Regions from separate parts of the Ovis aries genome. Here region 1 is linked to region 2. The links are chromatin contacts, called in public Hi-C maps. All regions are on one chromosome and are shown on one strand. Each heading gives the region's core, a stretch centred on a gene start, on an enhancer-like site or on the middle of the called end of the contact. The rest is flanking DNA. Distances are from core to core; before and after follow the strand shown. Region 1 holds the start of SNX5 (sorting nexin 5). Region 2 holds the start of RRBP1 (ribosome binding protein 1).

Region 1 (6,098 bases), core at 3,055-5,554, 210 kb after region 2:
TACAGTGACTGCGACTGCGCTACCCAGTGCTGGGGGGCATAGGTTTGATCTCTGGTCAGGGAGCTGGGCAGCTAAAATACATAAATAATTGTGTTTTGTTTTTTTTTAAGGAGTAACTCAATGGCTAGTTAGAAAACATACAGGTGTTGGGGGTGAAGTATCCTTTTCAGGGTGGGGGTTAAGGAGCAAGTTTCTCACAGTAATGTAAAGATACTTCTCAATTTAGACCCATAGAAAACAAATCTGCTATTCATGCAAGACAAGTTGTCCCAGCATCCCTTCCCTCTATAAAGCTGGGTTCACTGAAAGGTTGCTTCCGTAAATTCTACCTAACTTCACTGCCTGTGCCTGTCACCACTGTTCAATGGTACTATATCCTAATTTCCTCAAGCAATCAGGACAACAGAGAGCAATACATTTAAAAAGCAGGCTTTTAAACCACGTTCTACCCTGCAGCACAGTCTCAGTCAACTCAATTCTGCCCCACACCACTTTGGCATCAGAGCCTCAGGTTTCCACTGTCCAAAGTGGCCGGGGAACTCCAACAGGCTAAGCGCAGCAGCCTTTGTAACCCTCCACTACCCAGAACCCTTCAGCATCTTTTGATCAGGTTCCTCAATACTGAGTGAAAGCTAATTCTATTAATGTCAAAGATAGTCAACAATGCTTATGTTTTATGCTATTTCTTTAGAATTTCTCAAACATCTAAAAAACCTAGAAACAAATTGGCACATTAAAGATTAGCCTCTAACATAAGCTGACCTACCCACCATACCATCTTAGAAAGTCTAAACTGGTGATTCTCAACCAAGACATTTGACAATGTCTGCATTTATTTTTGACAGCCACTAAGGAAGCCCAAAATGTCTGTCAGCAGTGCTCAGATTAAGAAACCCTGGTTCAAGCTGAAGCTCTACATTATTAGATCTTAGTCTTACTAGGTCTCATACCAAAGAACTTAGATCTCAGAATCCAAAAAATTCTCCCTGGGCCATTTCTTCCCGCAGCAGATCAAGTGGGCAGATCGTGATCTGTCACGGTAATACTCACAAAAGGAGATCTTAAGACACTCTGTGCAATTTGCTGATCCAGAACTAAGGCGTGGGCAACTCTGAGAAGTCATACTTCTAGAATTTAAAGTCATGCCATAAACAGTGGAAAATTTCAGCCCACAAGAATCAGTTACTCTGGACTTTGCAGTATTGGTGAAAATTCAGGTTGTCTCTGTAATGTAAGTTATAGGACACTCCATCTAGGCTGGTAGAGTGGTATCCCTACAGACAACTTCCACACGTGTTAATTGCCTACAAACCAGAGCATCAGCAGGTAAAACATTAATGACTGGCTCTGAAAAGGAAAACACCATCCAAAGCCTAGGTAACCAACTAGTGAAAAGTTAAGGTGAAAGTAACAAGGCTAGGCTGCGGTGGGGAGCGGGCTTACAAAGCTGTGTACACTGGCACATTGACTCCAGCTCACTAACAAGAGTCACAAAATACCCCAGGAGACAATCAGGACCCACCCTCCGTTTGCCACAGATTGGCAAGACTCACAGGATCACAACAGACACACAGTCTGTGGGTGGGAACCTAAGTGTGATGTTTAAAGGACCTTGAGGTCAAAGGAGACCTGGAGAACATGCAAACGACTGGAGGCCTGAATAAATATCTCAGGGGAACAAGGTTCTGCATAACCCAATTTTTCCCCCTAACCATTAAAAACTACAGACACCTTAGGATGTTGATCCAGCCAGTGTATGTTTTGGCCCGGACGGTGGGGGGAGGGGGGGGCCTCAGTACTGCACTAATTTATCTTGGAGATGAACCTAATGGTATCAAAGTTTTAGTTAACTGTTCCAGGGGCTGGACTTGGCAAAACCTTACTTTTCTAAACTTAAGGACCATAACACAACCTTTCCCATCAGTACAGGATTAGTTAAAAACCAAATTAATCATGCAACTGCTTTCTGGGCAAGGGACAAATCAACACCATCAGCTCAAATGGAAACCACTAAATGGAAGCACCAGGCTACTGGATACAGGCCAATTCTCCTGTTTTGCAAGCCAAAAATTCTGTAGAGGGATTAAAAATCCTAGAGATCAACTATGCTCCCTGACTTATTAGTGGGGCCAACTTTGAAGAACCCCTATCCTCATGGAAATCCCTAAGCAGATAATCGCAAAGTTTAAACTTCTAATATTTTCAGCAGAAAAGCAAAATTTTTCAGTTAACTAACAAAGCTGTATTACAGCAATATAACTGTCTGCCCAAGATCTGTCCGTCTGTTATTTCACTCTTGTCCTATTTGGAACTCCCTTTTTTTGGTGAACATTAAAAACCATTTTAATGTTGGTTTCTTAAAAACCTCAGAGCTCAGTTGGTAAAGAATCTGCCTGCAATGTGGGAGACCTGGGTTCGATCCCTGGGTTGGGAAGAGCCCCTGGAGAAGGGAAAGTCTATCCACTCCAGTATTCTGGCCTGGAAAATTCCATGGACTATACAGTCCATGGGGTCGAAGAGTCGAACAAGCCTGAACTTTCACTTCAAAAACCATCTTAATCCACATCACAGGACCAGTATCCGAGATGAGAAAGAAAAATGAAGCTGTTAACAGTAACATTTAAATTTCCTATTTCCTTACTTCTCCAATTAAAAAAAAAAAAAACGGGGCAATAATTCTATATAGTCCTTTCCTGTAGTCACTAAAACCAGAAGGAAGTAGCCTTCACAATCCTGTCCTGCTGGAGGGTCAGAGGGTGGTGAAGGTACTTAAAACCAATCAGGGATATACAATACTAACAAACGGAAAAGTCGACTGAAGTTTTAAACAGCAGTGTAAAACTAATTATGGGTCGAAAAAGGAGATGCAAGGTGAGGGATATCAAAATTTCTATTCAGTCACCTAAACTTCTAGAGAGAAAACTACCTTTGGAATCGTCTAGCAAAAGTCTTCTCAAGTTCCCACTTCTGGCTTTAGGGAGGGGGAAAAAAAAAAATTCTTTCAGCTTTGAAAGAAATAAAAACACCCCCAACGAAAACGCTCTCCTCACACTTTCAGTAACTAACCCAGCAGCGGTACAACCGTCACCTACTAGATGAAAAGGTCTGTCCAAAGACCTGTGGACCATAAAACGTGCTTTGGTTTCTAAAGCGATGACTTTCAGACTAAATCTGAGAGCACCTCGAGTTTCTAGACTACCGTTTTTCAATTTTCTGTTAGAAAAACTTTTTTGTTGACGGTTCTGCACAAACCGCGGTGGCTCACACCAACCCCTGTATTCTCCAAAGTAACTGGCCAAGACAGGACCAATAAAAGCGGAGACCTAATTCGATCTTTAATTGGCTACGATGACAGGCATTTATTGCACTGGTTACCTTTTAGATCTCCAGATGCGAGTGGCAGGGAAGAATAATTTAACATCCACACACGTGTAAAGGGCGAAAAGTTCAGCTATTTGAGAACCTCATAAAATGACCCAAGTCCCGCAGCGGCGCACTGAGCGCTTAGTGAAGTTGCAGGGCACACGAGTCCGACTTCGGCCTGGGCGGAATTTCCCCAGAATTTCTGGAAGGGTGGGGGCGGTTCGGAGCTCCTTTGCACCGTGCAAAGTGGGTCTCACGTGCACCGCCGGGCTCCCCGGGGGAGAGCTGTGTACCGCACAGGCGCAGCGTGCGCCCTCGGCCCGAGTCCCGGGAGCGCCCGGGACCACGCTAAGGGAGGGCGGCGGGGTACCCTGGGGGCCCGCGAAAGGAGCGTGGGGCCCAGAGGCCCGGTGGGGCCTCCCGGCCCGGAGCCCGAGCACGGCCAGGGCCTCACCTTACTGCGGTCCTCCTCCTGCTGCTGCAACACCTCGGGAACCGCGGCCATGGCGACGCGGGTCTCGAGCGGGGCCGCCTGGGTGTGCGAGGAGAGAAGAGGCTGGGCCGCCGCCACCGCCGGGGCGCCTCTCAGGGGAAGGGGCGGCCGCGGCCCCGCCTCCGCCAGCCTCCCTGCCCGACGGCGGAGGGAAGCCTCGAGATTCCGCCACCGTCCCAGCAGCCCCGGGAAAGGCGAGCGGCGCCCCCACGTGCTCCCCCAGGGCGGCCTCCCCCGTCCCCGCTGCCGTCCATCTTGGAGCCGGGCAAAGAAGCGACGCGGGGGCCTACCCTCGCTCCGGGCCACCCGGAAGCCGCCAACCGCAGGGCCGCCCTGGGGACGCGGAAGCCAAGGAGCTCTAGTAGCGAGGTGCGTCTCAAGAAAGGGCGCGCGCCTCTGTGCCGGAGGAATTTATTACTCAGCCAGAGGCCAAGATGGCGACGAGCTCTGACGTCACGAGACCTCGCGAGAGAGAGAAATGGCGCGATTTGGAGGCGCCCGCGCTCTCGCCGGAGGGAGAGTTCCCCCCCAACTGAGCGCCGGAGAATGGACGAAGCTGGGGGACCAGGTATAGGGGCGGGGCATGAGCGCCGCAGTGCTTGCTGGGGCCGCCGTGCCTGGGCGGGGCCTAGCCTGAGGGCAAAGCGCGGGACGGACGAAAGGACCAGCCCGCGGGGTCGTTCGCGCGCTGAAGCTAGCGGAGGGCACCGGCTTCTGAGGTACCTCCTTGCCGGCCGTTCCCTACTGTGATTCTCGCGCGAGGGTCCGCCGCCGGCCTGGTCCTGTGGGGCTCCGCCGAAGCGCGTACATGGCGGCGGGGCCCTGCTGACCGCCCCTGGCGGTTCAAACCGGTTGGGAGCGCGAGTGCCCAGTGTTGAATGGATCCTAGCGGCGCCCACTGTAGGGGGTGTGAGGGGTTAGATGAGAGCTCTCCCTCCATGCTACTTTTCAGAGAGTCTGGTTTTCAATCTTATGGTTTCCTGGGGAGAAGTGGGGAGGAATAAATGGGAGATTTGGGAGTGACATATTGTTGCTCTTGTTCAGTCGTGTACGACTCTTTGCGACCCATGGACTGCAGCCCAGCAGGTGGACTGCAGCACGCCAGACCTCTGTCCTCCACTGTCTTCTGGCGTTTGATCAAATCCATGCCCATCACGTTGGTGAGGTGAGCTTCCCTGGTGGCTCAGACGGTGAAGATAGTGATGGTCTCTCACCGTCTTATCTTCTCTTGCCCCCTTCTGCCTTTGCCTTCAAGCTTTCCCAGCATCAGGGTCTTATTGGAAAGACCCAATCTTTCCTTATTGGAAAGACCGCTCTTCACATCAGGTGGCCAAACTATTGGAACTTCAGCAGCAGCCCTTCCAGTGACTATTCAAGGTTGATTTCCTTTAGGATTGATTGGGTTTGATCTCTTGGCTGTCTAAGGGACTCTCAAGAGTCTTCTTCAGCACCGCAATTTGAAAGGGTTGTGACACATACCCTACTACTTCTGAAGAAGGAAATGGCAACCCACTCCAGTATTTTTGTCTGGAGAGTCCATGGCGTAGCAAAGAGTCGGACACCACAGCACATAGGCAAACAAGGACCTGCTGTAAAGCACAGAAAACTCTGTTCGATACTCTGCAATGGCCTATATGGGATAAGAATCTTAAAAGAGAGGGGATATATGTGTATGTATAACTGAGTCACTTTGCTCTACGCCTAAAACTAATATAACATTGTAAATCAGCTATACTCCAATAAAAATTTTTTTTCAGAAATCTGATGTTTAGGGATTAGTGGTTAAACTGCTAGTGTGACCACCAGGCCCCTCTAGCGTCCTGTCCTGTGTTTCTTTGTATCACACAGAGCTCCCTTCATAGGCGGCAGTTGGCACCATAGTGAATTTTAGGGACACGTTGTCCCAAGCTGTCTACTAGTTCACGTTTAACAAATGCTGGTCCTTCAAAAGTAGTTTTGTACAGATAGTACCAATTCCAAGCTCAGCTGCAGGACAAGACAAGAAATTGACTGATAAGTTGTTGAGACAAGGAATAGCAACTTTATTTGGAAAGCCAGCAGACCTAGAGGATGGTGGACTAATGCCCCAAAGAGCCATTTTTCCAGAGTTAGAATTGAGACTCCTTTTATCCTAAAAGGAGGGAGTGTCACTGGTTGTTGCAAACTTCTTGGTGCAGGAATCCTTTGTTGTAGCTGCCCGGGGAGGTCTGGTCACAATGCTCCTAAAAACCTCAAACAAGAC
Region 2 (5,902 bases), core at 1,088-3,587:
GATGTTCAAAGGCACACTCCTAACTCTGAAAGGAAAGAGTTCTGTCACAGCACGGTACCTCCGGCTCTGCACACAGGACACAGTTTCTAGTCCCAGAAACACCCTTCTCATCCCCCTCTCTGGTCCTCCCCCCAACCCAATCTCAACTGGCCCAGAAACCCTGCATGGCTCCACCATCTGCCTCCAGCTTTCCTCCTTCACTTAAATAGAGAGGGATGTGGCATGTTTAGGACCTTAGAACTGGAAGCTTCTTCCTGGAAGGAACACGAACTGGCTGGCTGTGGCAGGGCTGACCTCTGGAGAGTTCACAAAGGAGTGGAGACGTCACCAGGACTTCCTGGTGTCGCGTTAAATGGAAGTCAGGACGACCCAGCACAAAGCACAGCATCAGGGGACGCAAGGTGCTCCCCAGCCACGTAGGTCGTGAGTAAAGCACACAGCTGCCCTTCTGGAAAGGCTAGACCAAAGACTTGAGTCTGTGGGGACATTCACCAGTCAAAAAGCTCTGTTAAGCTCTCTGGCTGTCCCCAACTCCAGAAAATGCCCAGACAGTTTCAGCACACCAGGCAAAACCTGGGAGGTTCCCAAGAGCCTGCAAAGTTTCATTTCCTTGGTGCTTCCTAGGCTGATGACCTCCGACCTCCAGGAGTTATTGCCAAACTGCCTTCGTTTGCACAAGGTCCCCGTATGTCACAGCACCTACCAGGAGCCTGACTGACCCCATTGTGAGTGGGTGGTTCTATCTCCAGGCCACAGATAAGGAAATCCGAGTTCAGAGAGGTTGAGAACCCTGAGCAAAGGGTCTGTGGCGTGGCACGGGGTGGGACCCAGATTCTGGGACGTGGCAAGGCTGCGTCTGCAGCGGGCTGGTTTGAGGCAAAACCAGACCCCACCTCCCTCCCGGCCTCTGAACACTCTAGAAACTCATGCAACAGTAACCTCTCACACCTGTGGCCCACTCCCACGCGTGCTGGGTCTCCACGGCTTCTCTCTTCAGCAACCCCTCTTTCCGACGTGGACCCGCACCCCGAAGTTTAAACAGCCTGGCCGACTCTCCACCATGCGGGCTTGCGGAAGCCAACCCCTTGACCATGATACCACCCAAGCTACCGATTTTTATCTGCCATCGGGGGAGGGCTCCCCGAGGCTTCCCAGATGCTGCACTGGAAAGCACGGACCGCAGCCCGCCCTCCCCAGCCCAGAGCGAGGCTGGGTGCCCCGGGCAGGAGCCAGACCGGGTGCCAGCGCCGGGCGGCCGCGCCAGGGATGCCGCTTCCTCTGGGCCTGGCACTGCCGGCCCATTCATCGTCCCCGGCCGGGCGCCCTCGCGCCGGGTCCGCGCGGCCAGCCGGGAAAACGGCGCTCCCCGGCCCCGCCGCCAGGGGGAGCAGGGAGTCGCCTGCCACCCCTCCGGGAAGTTGCCACCGCGGCCCACCGGGCGTCTGGCCCTGGACGGTCCAGGTCCCCGCACGGCGGGCCACCCCCACCTCCGCGGCCCCGCGCCCGCCCCGCCCCGTCGGCGCCGATCGGCCCAGCGGAGTCGGGGCCGCAGCCCGAAGTGGGAGCGCTCAGCCCCGGCCCCCATTCAATCCCGCCCCCTCTCCCCGCCGGCCTCCGCCGCCTTCCGCCCCCCCACCCCCAGCCCGGACTCCAGCCCGGCAACGTCATCCGGCCGCTTCCCAAAGCTTAACCCCTTCCTCTGCCAGCTGCGCGCCGCCCCGCCCCGCCGCCAACTTTCTTCGCCCAACTTCGGAGCTCGCGGGCCGGCCCGACGGCCAGGCAGAGACGAAGGGAAGGAGGGAGCGGCGGCCACGTCGCGCCGCGGGGCCGCGGCCGGTCCCGCCGACGGCGAGGACGTGGGGTTCACACAGCGGGCGCGCTCGGCCGACGCCCCCCCGCATGGGGTTCGGGCCCGGCACACGCCACCCCCCACCCCGGGGCCCACCGGGACCCCCCCTCGCCCAGGTCCGCGACCGCGGCGACGGCGGGCGGCACCGCCGCCGGGGGAGGGGCCGCCAAGGAGACGTGTCACTCCCGGCGCGGCCCGGCCCGGCCCGGCCCCGGCGCCCCGACGGCCCAGCCCGCGCGCCGCCGCCGCTGCTGCAGGGCCCGGCCAAGTTTCTTACCTGCAGCCGGAGACGCGGGAGGGAGAGCGAGAGGGCAGGAGCCGCCGCCGCCGCCGCGGAAGCGGGAGAGAGAGGAGCCGGCCAAACCTCTGCCGAGAAGCCGCCCCCTAAGCAGCAGCAGGCGCCTCGATCCCGACGCTGCCCGCCCCGTCCGCCGTCCGCTCCGGCCGCTCGCTGGCTGCGTGCGCGCGTGTGGAGTCGTGGCACTTTCTGCCTCGGAGCTGGCGAACGGCCCCCTCCGCAGGGATCGCCGCCTCCTGCCTTCCCCACCCGGGCCAGCCATTCATCGAGCCGCCTTTCCCCATTGGCTCGCACCCCGCCACTCCGTCGGCCGTTGGCCAGTCAGAGCGCCGGCGGCCGAGCCGCGGCGGCGCCCATTGGGCTAGGAGGCGGGCCTCCGCCTCGGCCAATGGGAGAGGGGAGGAGCTGCGGGGCGCCGCGGGGGCGGGGCCGGGGTAGGGGGCGGGGCGGGGGCGGGGCCGCGTGGTGCGGCGCTCGGCCCTGCGCGGGGCCGGGGCGAGGCGGGGCCGGGACGCTCGGCCACGCGCAAGGGAGGGGGGCCCGGCCGGCCCCGCCCACCCCGGGCGCGGGCCCCGCGCGCGGGCGCCGACACGGGCCAGGCTCTGGGCCGGCGGGGCCATGGAGGTTCGAATCCAGGCGGCGCTCCGCCCGCGCCCCTGGCCCGCTCCGGGCTGATGTGGCGGTGGGTGTCACCCTGAGCAGATGGTTGCGCAACACGGGAACCGTAGGGAGAAATGCTTCGTCTAAAAACCAGCTAACTTACCCCCGCAGCAGCGCCCCCTCCGGGCGCTGGATGAGAGGACAAGCCCTGCCGGCGGTCAGTCCCGAGAGGGCTCGTCCCTATGTTCATTGCAATTGGCCCCAGAAAGAATTTTCTCGAGTAAATGGAGGATCGAGGGCGGAAAGTCCAGACCACGCGCAGAGAAATGGAGGGCGGGCCTCATTTGCACCCATTTTCAGAGTGGTTACATCGAGGCACAGTCCAGACCTCAGCTGGCAGCAAGGCCGCAATTGCAGTTCTCTTTATGACTGCAAGGAGATCCAACCAGTTCATCCTAAAGGAAAGCAGTCCTGAATATTCATTGGAAGGACTGATACTGAAGCTGAAACTCCAGTCCTTGGCCATCTGATGTGAAGAACTGACTCATTAGAAAAGACCCTGATGCTGGGAAAGATTGAAGGCAGGAGGAGAAGGGCACGACAGACGAGATGGTTGGATGGCATCACCGACTCGATGGACATGAGTTTGAGCAAACTCCGGGAGTTGGTGCTGGACAGGGAAGCTTGGCGTGCTGCAGTCCATGGGGTCGCAAAGTCGGACACAACTGAGCGACTGAACTGAACTTAACGACGTTTACGCCCGAGCTATGGGGAGGAGAGAGGTCTGAGCCAAATAAACTCGCCCACTTCCCAGAAAACTGAGCAAACCGGCTTCCTTTTGGGACTTCCTCCCTGACCCCCATCCCAGCCCCACCCCCACCCCACTCCCAGCCCCATATAAGCCAAAACACTCTCTTCATACCAAATTAATCTTTCAATTAAGATAATTTTAGGCCTGGTGTTTAACCATGATATCAGGGCCGCTTAAAAGCTAACTCTTTAAACTTGGGCCAAAGCCAGTTTCTTTGAAATTAAGGTTTCTGAGAGGCCAAGGTCTGCTGCAGGCTGTTCTGCCCCTCACTGCTTCCCCTGCCTTCCCCACCCCGCATACTCTTCACAATATCTGTTTCTTGGACAGTTTCACATACTCCCTCCCCCTTTGTCACTGGTACTGTACCCGTTGTTAGAAAGATGTGCAAAGGTAAGCCATCAGAGAATAAAGAGGGATTGGGTTGAAGTTAAACCGTTCATTCCTATTTTTAATCTCAGCAGTTCCCTAGCATATTAATGATTAATCAAGGGGAATTAACCTGGATTAGCTTTGGACAGTCAGTCTTTTTTCCAGTGGTGAACTCCGCTCTACATAAAAGTCAAAAATTCCAGTTTCCTGCTGTTGTATGTTACCAGATAGTTCTAGTTGACCATGGGTAAACCAGTTAAGCTCTCTGAACATGGGTGTATCTTTTAAGACAATCACTATCCCCTCTGGGTTTTGGAGGTTCATTCTTCCATTCTTCTGTTCATTCATTCATTCATTGGTGTTTATTGAGTGCCTGGAATTCATTACCAGGCTGGCAAACAGCCAGGAGTGATACACAGACCCAGTAAAGACCCCATTACCCTGGGAAGCCTTGCTGTGGGCAGAGATCTCCTTCTTAAGACTCATTCATCCTGTTTAGATTTTCCCAGAAGCAGATCCTGACTGGGAGGGTTTGGATGCAAAGGAGTCACCTGGGAGATGATCCCAGGAAACACTAGTAGGGACAGCAGGATGGGAAGGGCTGATGAAGAGTGCAGTGTCAAGCAAGTGACCTCTGCAGGCAAGCAGGGCTCAGCTGGGCACATGGGTGCCATGTGGAACTCGCCCAGGGGTATCCCATCTACAGGGTGGGACTCCCATCAGTCCTTGTGGGTAGAGGGCTTCTTCTGGAGGGACTTTAACTCACCCAGAGTTAAAGCCAGAGACAGCCTTTCAGCAGAGAGAAGCAGCTGTTTGCAGCAAGAAGCCCTTGGCAGAGTCTGAGTGCCTGGGGCATCTGGGGTCCAGACGAGCGTCTTCTACTAGCTGTGACCCCAAGGCTGACACAGCGCCTGCACAGAGGAGGGGCTCCATAAGTGCATGTTCCATAAACGTTGTTAAATGAACCACAGGGTTACAAAGTCCTTGCGAGTCAAGGGTATTTACAAATAAAAGAGCTTTCTGTCTGCTCCCTCCTGTGATTGACGCCTGGTTTGGCCCCAGTGCAACATATGGTTTAGCATGGACGAGTGGCCCGGCCTTTGCCTTCTCCTTTCTTCGGTCCCTGCCCCTTGTCCAACCTCCATAAGGAGGTCACCCCCAACCTCCAATGCACCCCTCGTCCAGCCTGACCTTCCTTCACAGCCACTGTTGTGCCCATGGACCTAGCCTCAGCCTGGTCCCGCCTCCGCAGTACATCTCAGCCCAGTGCTCGCCCCAGGCATGTCTGTGGAAAAACAGGAACTGAGCCAGGACTTGATGGACGGGGGTGCTTGTGAGGGAGCCAGGGGCTTCCCCAGGCTCAGAAGGCCCTGCAGCAAACCCAGAACTATCAAGTCGTTCCGATTGCACAGCACAGCCTCCAGGGTCTGTCTGCTCAGGGCAAGCACCAGGCCAGAGCTCAGGAATCAGGTCCCTGCTACCCCCTAGGATGACAGTCCAGTGAGGGGCTGTCACGTGCAAGCAAGTCAGAGAGATGTCAAGGTGCACTCAGGCAGAGGAGAGCAGAGGGTGACAGCGGTAGCTTGAAAGAGAACGGAAAGCCAGCCTGACCAGAAGGTGGGAAAACAGGACAGAGGCCTGTGATCTAGCCTGGCACAGTGCACGATGGGTCTTGTGAGCTGTGGTGTTTTGCCAAAGCCTGGAGGGTGAAGGAGAGGGTCAAGAGAGATGCGTCTCAAAAGGGAGCATCACAGGCCCAAGGGACCCGTTTAGAGCTCATTCAAACATGCTGCACCTTGGAGATAGTGACAGTTATGCCATCAAATTATGAGCTCCTGAAGAGGGTGAATTTGGTTTGTAAGCAAATTATTCTGCCATCAGCCTAACTCTAGGGAAAAAAAAAAAAAAAAGTCCTTTTGGATCTTAGTTGTATATTAAAAACAAACATTCTTATTAGGAAAAACTAAACATACAA

What was found. Hi-C and Micro-C count contacts between places; a contact is called where the count stands out from the background.
Region 1: a Hi-C map of hypothalamus shows a contact between it and region 2, with 3 times the contacts expected there. The contact joins the promoter of SNX5 here to the promoter of RRBP1 in region 2. A contact is called at or near these places in 7 of 16 Hi-C or Micro-C datasets (blood, hypothalamus, liver and 4 more).

The regions. Positions count from the first base shown.
Region 1 is chr13:37,827,125-37,833,222 of ARS-UI_Ramb_v3.0, forward strand. It overlaps SNX5 (sorting nexin 5), which reads right to left and starts at 4,305. Exons shown (of 13, transcript XM_042230663.2): 1 at 4,147-4,305. It overlaps MGME1 (mitochondrial genome maintenance exonuclease 1), which reads left to right and starts at 4,044. Exons shown (of 5, transcript XM_004014287.5): 1 at 4,044-4,424. The coding sequence starts at 4,403.
Region 2 is chr13:37,620,667-37,626,568 of ARS-UI_Ramb_v3.0, forward strand. RRBP1 (ribosome binding protein 1) reads right to left here and starts at 2,338. Exons shown (of 25, transcript XM_042230660.1): 1 at 2,127-2,338.